Linked DNA regions of Aedes albopictus: region 1 is linked to region 2. The links are chromatin contacts, called in public Hi-C maps. All regions are on one chromosome and are shown on one strand. Each heading gives the region's core, a stretch centred on a gene start, on an enhancer-like site or on the middle of the called end of the contact. The rest is flanking DNA. Distances are from core to core; before and after follow the strand shown.

What was found. A called contact is a pair of places that touch in the nucleus more often than the background predicts.
Region 1: a contact with region 2 is called in a Hi-C map of whole body, with 6 times the contacts expected there. The contact joins the promoter of LOC134291439 here to the promoter of LOC134291433 in region 2. A contact is called at or near these places in 2 of 3 Hi-C or Micro-C datasets (embryo and whole body).

What each region holds. Positions count from the first base shown.
Region 1 is chr3:224,758,256-224,762,018 of AalbF5, forward strand. LOC134291439 (eukaryotic translation initiation factor 3 subunit C) reads right to left here and starts at 1,313. Exons shown (of 4, transcript XM_062859174.1): 1 at 1,173-1,313; 2 at 736-860; 3 at 1-602. The coding sequence starts at 831.
Region 2 is chr3:224,501,361-224,505,037 of AalbF5, forward strand. It overlaps LOC134291433 (chorion transcription factor Cf2), which reads left to right and starts at 1,947. Exons shown (of 9, transcript XM_062859162.1): 1 at 1,947-2,304; 2 at 2,369-2,596. The coding sequence starts at 2,173.

The DNA.
Region 1 (3,763 bases), core at 63-2,562, 260 kb after region 2:
TGAGTTTCCTCATCCGACGAGCTTTCATCTGAATCCGAGTCCATGTCCCAATCAATAGAATCATCCGATTCATCGTCATCCTTGTCCACCTTCACCTTCTGCACATCCTTCTTGAAGGAAACGGCCTTGGCCGCAGTTGGCGCCACATGCTGTTCATCTTCGGACTCGGATTCTTCCTTCTTCTCCTCCTCTTCTTCGTCATCATCTGCTGCATCCGGAGACTCCCGGAACTTCTTCAAATCGCTATCAAACTCCTTGATGTACTTTCGGAATTTCTGACGGAGCGTTCCTAACGACTTAGAATTGTTCTTTGACAGATTTTTCCGTCCCTCCTTATCTTCCCAGACCATGTTGATGAAGTCCTCCAGCTCGGCCAGGGCGCGGATAATGAAACGGGGAGTAACCCCATTCTCCACCTTGGTGATCACCGGAAGTGCCTTAGTATGAGCCCGGGTCAATTCCTCGAAGCTGGTCAGCATGCTGGACATATCCTTGATCTTCTTGTAGTTGCGGATGTTCTTGATAATGTTGGACAAATCTTCATAACGTTTCTCCTTCGTCGAGCGGACGACGCGCTTGACGTCCTCTTCCTCATCGCTGAACTGGAAATAAAATTAAAAATTAGCACTCACTAAATTTCAGTGTTGGCCAGGCGAGATGGACCGTGAGCGGTCTTAGCCGTCCGATGAGAGAACGTAGAGAATAAAATTCAATGTTGGTTTCAATAAAACTTACAGTGAATTGAGGGGCTGCTGGCCGTGCTACGACCTCACTATCAGACGAGCTTTCGGAATCGGAATCCGAACCACCACCGGCGAAGAAACGAGACATTTTTCAATAGTTTTCCGTGTACGGCTTGCCTGAAAGTAAAACACAAATAAAAAGATGATTAATATCGGTACAAAACGTCTTCATCAGGATTGCACTATCTGCTACTACAGTGAACACAACAAATTGAACAACAAATTCGGGTTGAGGTTAGGTCTCATTTCGCCCGAGTTCTGTCTCTCCCCTAATCGTTGCGAGAAGTGACAGCTGCTGCCACGCAGTTTTCCCCCGGCAGGAAAACGCTTCTAAATCCACAAAATGCACTTAAATCCAATGAACTCCACTAAATTAATGTAAAATGTACACGGATTTCACTACTTCAGATTATTTCGCTTACAACTTACAAGTATTTCCCAATGAAATTCACAGAAATGGTTCACACCGAATCAACCATAGGAAAATCGATTGACGTCTCTGAACAGAAAGGGGCGCTTTCTGACTGCGACGTCGGCATTCCATTTTCGCCCGTTCGAAAGACGTCAAATCGGTGAGATGATGGTGTACTCGAATGGGAATGTGGTCTTGTCAAGAACACGTATCTCGATAAAGTAGAATCCATATATTTTTTTGTGCACAGTGGCCATGAAGCTTCTTGAAGTGGGGTATTGACCAATCCAAATTCCTGTGTGGTAGTGGTTTGTGTTCATATTTCCCGTGTTAATCTATCTGTAAGAACTTTGTAAACATCTTTTGTTCTCACGTATATGGATAGGCTTGCAGTAGATTTCGTGAGATTTTTTTTTGGACAACTCAATAGCCTATTTTATAAGAAACAACACAACGATATTCACACTCCCGAGCGTGGACGCGACCTCCTGTCAAATTTTCTTTCAATGATCGATCAGCTGATCCGAAACGTCTCGTAAAATGGCTCATTATTATGCATGGCAAGAAAAATTGTGCGGTTGTGCAAAATCACGCGGTTATATGCGCAATTGTAGGTAATCGTTTCGGTGTTGTTGGCCTACCCCATTAGGCCAGCGCGCAAGTCTACCACCGTAGTCTCTACATTGTTCGCAACCTTGCGAACAAGATTGCGGCAGTGATTGTACGGATGGTAGGGAGTGACAGGTATTCGGCCTGTCACATGGGTGAGTCGACAGAAACAGAAGAGAAGAATATGCCTTGATAGTATGAGCAACAATATTGTGTTAATTCTACTTTAAAATATCCTTAAACTAGTGCAAATATCCTAAAATTGAACTTAAAACTAGTGAACTAATTAATTGAATAAGTGTCTACTATTTACACGCCGAATTGGTAAGCTTAGATACATAAAATCATGCAATTTGGACTTAAATTTATCTATGCATACTAGGTAACCTAAACTCCGCTACGTTCCTGTTCCTCTGAGCCTAGAACATAGTAAATTGCTTATTTCCAAGTCCGGTAAGCTAAAATACATTTTCTTCGAAAGATTATATGTACAACTTGAACTCAAATTATTAGGACTACGACCACATATGCTATAGACACGAAGCCACAAAGGAACATAAACGTAAGTAAAACTATGTAAACCAATGTGAACTAACCATATATTGCACAAAGAACAACCTGCTGTACAGGGGTTCTCAAAGCCAGTTTGCGAGACAAGCAAACATAATTATAATGATAGTCTGTAACAATTATAATTTAAATATTTTCCTTAGGAAAATTATATCCTTCCCAAACACAACGGATTAAGTGTTTTCATTCCCGTACCGAAGGATCATAATTTCGGAAATTTTCCCCCCGTTGGATCAAATCCAACAGGTGTCTTCTGCGCGGTCAATATTTTGCCGAGTCTTTAGCTAATACTCTCAATTTAGTTGAAAATCGGAGTTTTTGACTAGCGAAGTTGGGTTTTTCTCCAAATCCCTGCGTCGGACCTATCTTCGGAAGTGGTGCGCTATACAGTAAATCTGGTCCGCTATACAGACAGCGCACCACTTTCGAAGCTATGTCCGACGCACGGATTTGGAGAAAATGCAGTTGAAAATCGAAATTTTTGAAACGCGAAATGCAACCGAAACATCAAAATTTTTGACACGCGAAAATAAACCGTGTGTCTGGATAGATGACCAGGTCCGTTGTCCAGCGCACTACGTCCGACGTTAGGTTTAGGTGAAAATATTGTTCGTGCAGTTGAAAATCGGAAATTTTGACACGCGAAAATCGATTTTTCTCCTAAACCGTGTGTCGGACCTACGTCGGGCACAGTGCGCTGGATAGAGGGCCAGGTCCGCTGTCCAGCGCACTACGTCCGACGTTAGGTTTCACGTATGGATTTTGAGAAAATTCGATTGTCGGGTGTGCGGAAACTTCGGGTTTCAACCGCGACGACAATAAAAAGAGAGTGAGAGAGATGCGGATACAAAATAGTAATTCCGTGTATACTTTTATTTCTGAGTGTAGAAGCAGCCAACGACGACGCCGGCGACAGTAGAATAACTAGCCACACACTCAGAAATAAAAGTATACACGGAATTACTATTATTTATGCATTTTGTATCCGCATCTCTCTCACTCTCTTACTGTTTTCATGCTATCTGGTGCTTCGCCTGGGTTGACGAAACACTTCTCTTAAACCCAGGCTAAACGGCAGATAGTATGAAAACAGAAAGAGCGTGAGAGAGATGCGGATACAAAATGCATAAATAATAGTAATTCCTAGTATACTTTTATTTCTGAGTGCAGAAGCTCAATGTCGCGACTGTTCGTGTGACTAACATCTAGTTTGCCACGCCCTTACAGCGTCAGCAGCGGTACTAGAAGTGTCAAGTTAATTTTGTTTACCAAAACAAAAGATCCTCTACAAAAAGGACACTTTTCCGGCGACAGTGCGAGATCAAACAGAGTTTCATACTGATAGTTGTCTTCATTCAATATATCCTTGGTACACGCAAAAACGGCTACGCTCAAAAATGTGTTCGGCAGGCCCCTGGCATGAATGAAA
Region 2 (3,677 bases), core at 697-3,196:
ATACAGCTCAGAATCTGAGTAGGAAAATTTAAAGGTGCGCTAGTGAAATATTTCTTCAGAAAGCGCCATCATGGTGTCGAAACAAGTTTTTGAGTGGGAAAGTCACCGTCGATGTCGCTAATGAGCTTGCTTTTTCTTTACACAAGATTATCAAGAAATTTTGTTCGAGCATGTTCGTCTGTTCTCTGTGCTTGAATGCTCTTGAATGCATCTCAGTTGAAGCAAGTGTTTACATTGTTCAACTCGTGCGGTGCGTAAGCGAACTGAATTGAATTCATTTCACTGACAGATGACTTGAATTCAGCTCGCATGAATCGCGGGTTTAGATGGGGCAAGGAGCAAGGGAGGCGATTTCGTTTGACTTGAATGAAAAAGTTCAACATGTTCAACTTTCGTTCAAGTCAAGTGAGTTGCTCATGTGAGATGAGATGAATGGAGGTGTTTACACGTTCAATTCGCATTCAATTGGGCATTTTCCATTGACTTGAATCAAGTCACTTGCACTGTCTTAACCAGGCATTAGTCGGCATCTCAAAATCATGGTGACGAATCAAGCATCATCTTCATGTTTGTGTTATGGTACCGCCAGAGTGGACGCGTCACGCGACGCGCCACGGATATCCCATACGATTTGACAGCTCCTTATTATTGATTGTTATTCCTTTAGGGCTGTTTGCAGTTCAGAAGGAATTTTTCAGCCTATCTTGTTGCATGGGAATTTCCTTGCCTGAATCGCCCGGGAAATCGTTTTTCTTCGATCGCAGTACGCAGTTGCGAAGAAATGACAAATCAAACAGTAGTCACTTTAGAACTGCCAGGAATCGGTCAAGAAATCGACAATGATTCTTCATTAGGGCCTAACTGACATTTTCGATTTTTCATCATCGATCCTCTCTTTGTGTTATTACAGAATGTGTGTTGAGTTTTCAAAAAAATTTTTGAATGAAATGCGAAGGAGATGACTACGTCTTGCTATCCACTTATCCGCGAGCGGTAATGGCGGCGGCGGGCACAAATAACCGATTCGAATTTTGACGTTTCGTGGGGATCGCAATCGGTTGGCGCCATCAAATGGTGGGTTGATGGGTGAGGAGGAGAATGAAACTGTTTTGACTTTCCCCCAAGAAACGTCAAAATCCGAACCGGTTGGACATGCCCGCCGCCGCCATTACCGCTCGCGGATAAGTGGATAGAAACAAAAAAAATAATGATTTTGTTCGTTTGATCAAGTTATTAGCGAAAGAGAGAGTCGACGAAGAGAAATCGATCGAGAAAGTCAGTTAGGCCCTTATGAAAAATCATTGTCGAAATGTCTTGACCGAATAATTTAGAACACGAAACTGGGCTTTTGCGTGCAAATTCGGGTTGAAACCTGAAGTTTCCCCACGCCCGACAATCAAATTTTCTCAAAATCCATTCGTCAAACCTAACGTCGGACGTAGTGCGCATCCAAGTGGCCCTGGCCCTCTATCCAGCGCACTGTGTCCGACGTGCGTCCGACACACGGTTTAGGCATCGTACACAAATTACGTAACGCTATAGGGGTTTCAAAAATTCCGATTTTCAACTGCACGAACAATGTTTGTGAATGCACGGAACAAGTATGAGTCGATTTTCCTGAGTGCAGATTAAACCGCAGTGGGTTCCATGAGCGACAAAATACTTTTTCGACCTCACATCGCAACCCCTTAGGGAGTCGAAATGTATTGTGATTTTATCGAAAAACCTTTCCTAAATAAAAAAAACGATTTTTGTTCCGCTTGTTCAAAATATTAGGAAGAAATTAAATTATATATTTTATTTTTTATATTTAAATTTAATAAATTTATAAATTCTTCGATCAACACATGAAAAATGCACTCCATCAATTTGAACTGCGGCATTCTGATTTTGCGATCGCACTTGTTGATACCAGCTAGTGCGCAAAAAGAGATGAAAGAACAATACCATTTGGCATTCTCTTGACGCCATATTTAAATGTTGATTGTTTTGCGTGAAATTTGTTTACATCTAGGAAAATCTTAAAAATTCTCTGGAAGCCTGCAAAATTTTCATTTTTTTTAAATAACCCTCGTGAATCCGTATATTTACGGTGTTTTCAGTATCCGAACAAAAAAAAAAATAGTTTGTCGGGAGCTAGGAAATCAAAAGATTCAAAGACGGATCGTCGATATGGAGCTGGAAACCCTGAAAAATTTGGAGCTGGATAAGATCTGTCGGATATGCTTGGCAATCAAAAAGGAAATGCGTCCTCTTTTCGGTGAGATGGTCGCGGAGATGCTGATGGAAATCGCAAAGATACAGGTAAATCGTCGTAATTTTTGATAAATTTTTGATCATAAACCTAACGACTGTTTTGCAATTGTAGATTGAGCAATTGGACGGCTGGCCGGACAAAATCTGTATTCAATGCATTCATCAAGTCAGTCGATGCCATGCATTCAAAACTCGAGTTGAAAAATCAGACACTGCCTTGCGACATTACATCAAAGGCATAACGGTTGTTACGGAGGGGCAGCAGATGCCGAAGGAATCGCTGGCTGTCGAGGTTCCAAGGCCGCAGATTGCGCCACAAAAGATCCAACAGCTTCATCCGGTAAGTTCAGAGCGGTAATGTGCGTTACTCGAAGCAGTGAAAAGGATTCCCAGGCAAATTCATAGGCCTAGTCAGGAGAGCTTCGTGTTGTCATTGCAGCTTGCACTCGGTTATGCATCTTACTTACCTTACCAATCAGGCTAAGGCCGGGGTGGCCTCTGCTGTACATAGTAGCCGTCTCCATTCCACTCGGCCCATGGCAGTTTGTCTCCAGTTCCGCACTCTGCGTAGGGTCCGCAGATCGTCCTCCACTTGGTCGACCCACATAGCTCGCTGCGCTCCACGTCTTCTTGTACCGGTCGGATGACCCTCGAGAACCATTTTAGTCGCGTTGCTATCCGACATCCTGATGACGTGACCCGCCCACCGTAGCCTCCCGATTTTCGCGGTATGGACGATGGTTGGTTCTCTCAGCAGCTGATGCAGCTCATGGTTCATTCGCCTTCTCCAAGTCCCGTCTTCCATCTGCACTCCGCCGTAGATGGTACGCAACACCTTCCGTTCGAAAACTCCAAGGGCGCGTTGGTCCTCTGCACGTAGGGTCCATGTTTCGTGCCCATAGAGGACGACCGGTCTAATCAGCGTTTTGTAGATAGTTAACTTCGTGTTACGGCGAACTTTATTCGATCGTAGAGTTTTGCCGAGTCCAAAGTAAGCACGATTTCCTGCCACAATGCGCCTCTGAATTTCTCTGCTTGTGTCGTTGTCGGCGGTCACCAGTGAGCCCAAGTACACGAATTTTTCAACCGCCTCGATTTCATCACCGTCGATATAAATTCGGGGTGGCGGGCGCGGTGATTCCTCCCTGGAGCCCTTTGCCATCATGTACTTTGTCTTCGAAAATTAATGACTAATCCGATTTACCTGGCTTCACTCTTTAGTCGGATGTACGTTTCCGCCATCGTCTCAAATTTACGGGAAATAATATCAATATCATCAACGAAACCAAGCAGCTGAACGGACTTCGTGAAAATCATACCACTCGTGTTAATCCCCGCTCTCCTTATTAAACCTTCTAACGCAATGTTGAACAGCAAGCACGAAAGACCATTACTTTGCCGTAACCCTCTGCGAGATTCGA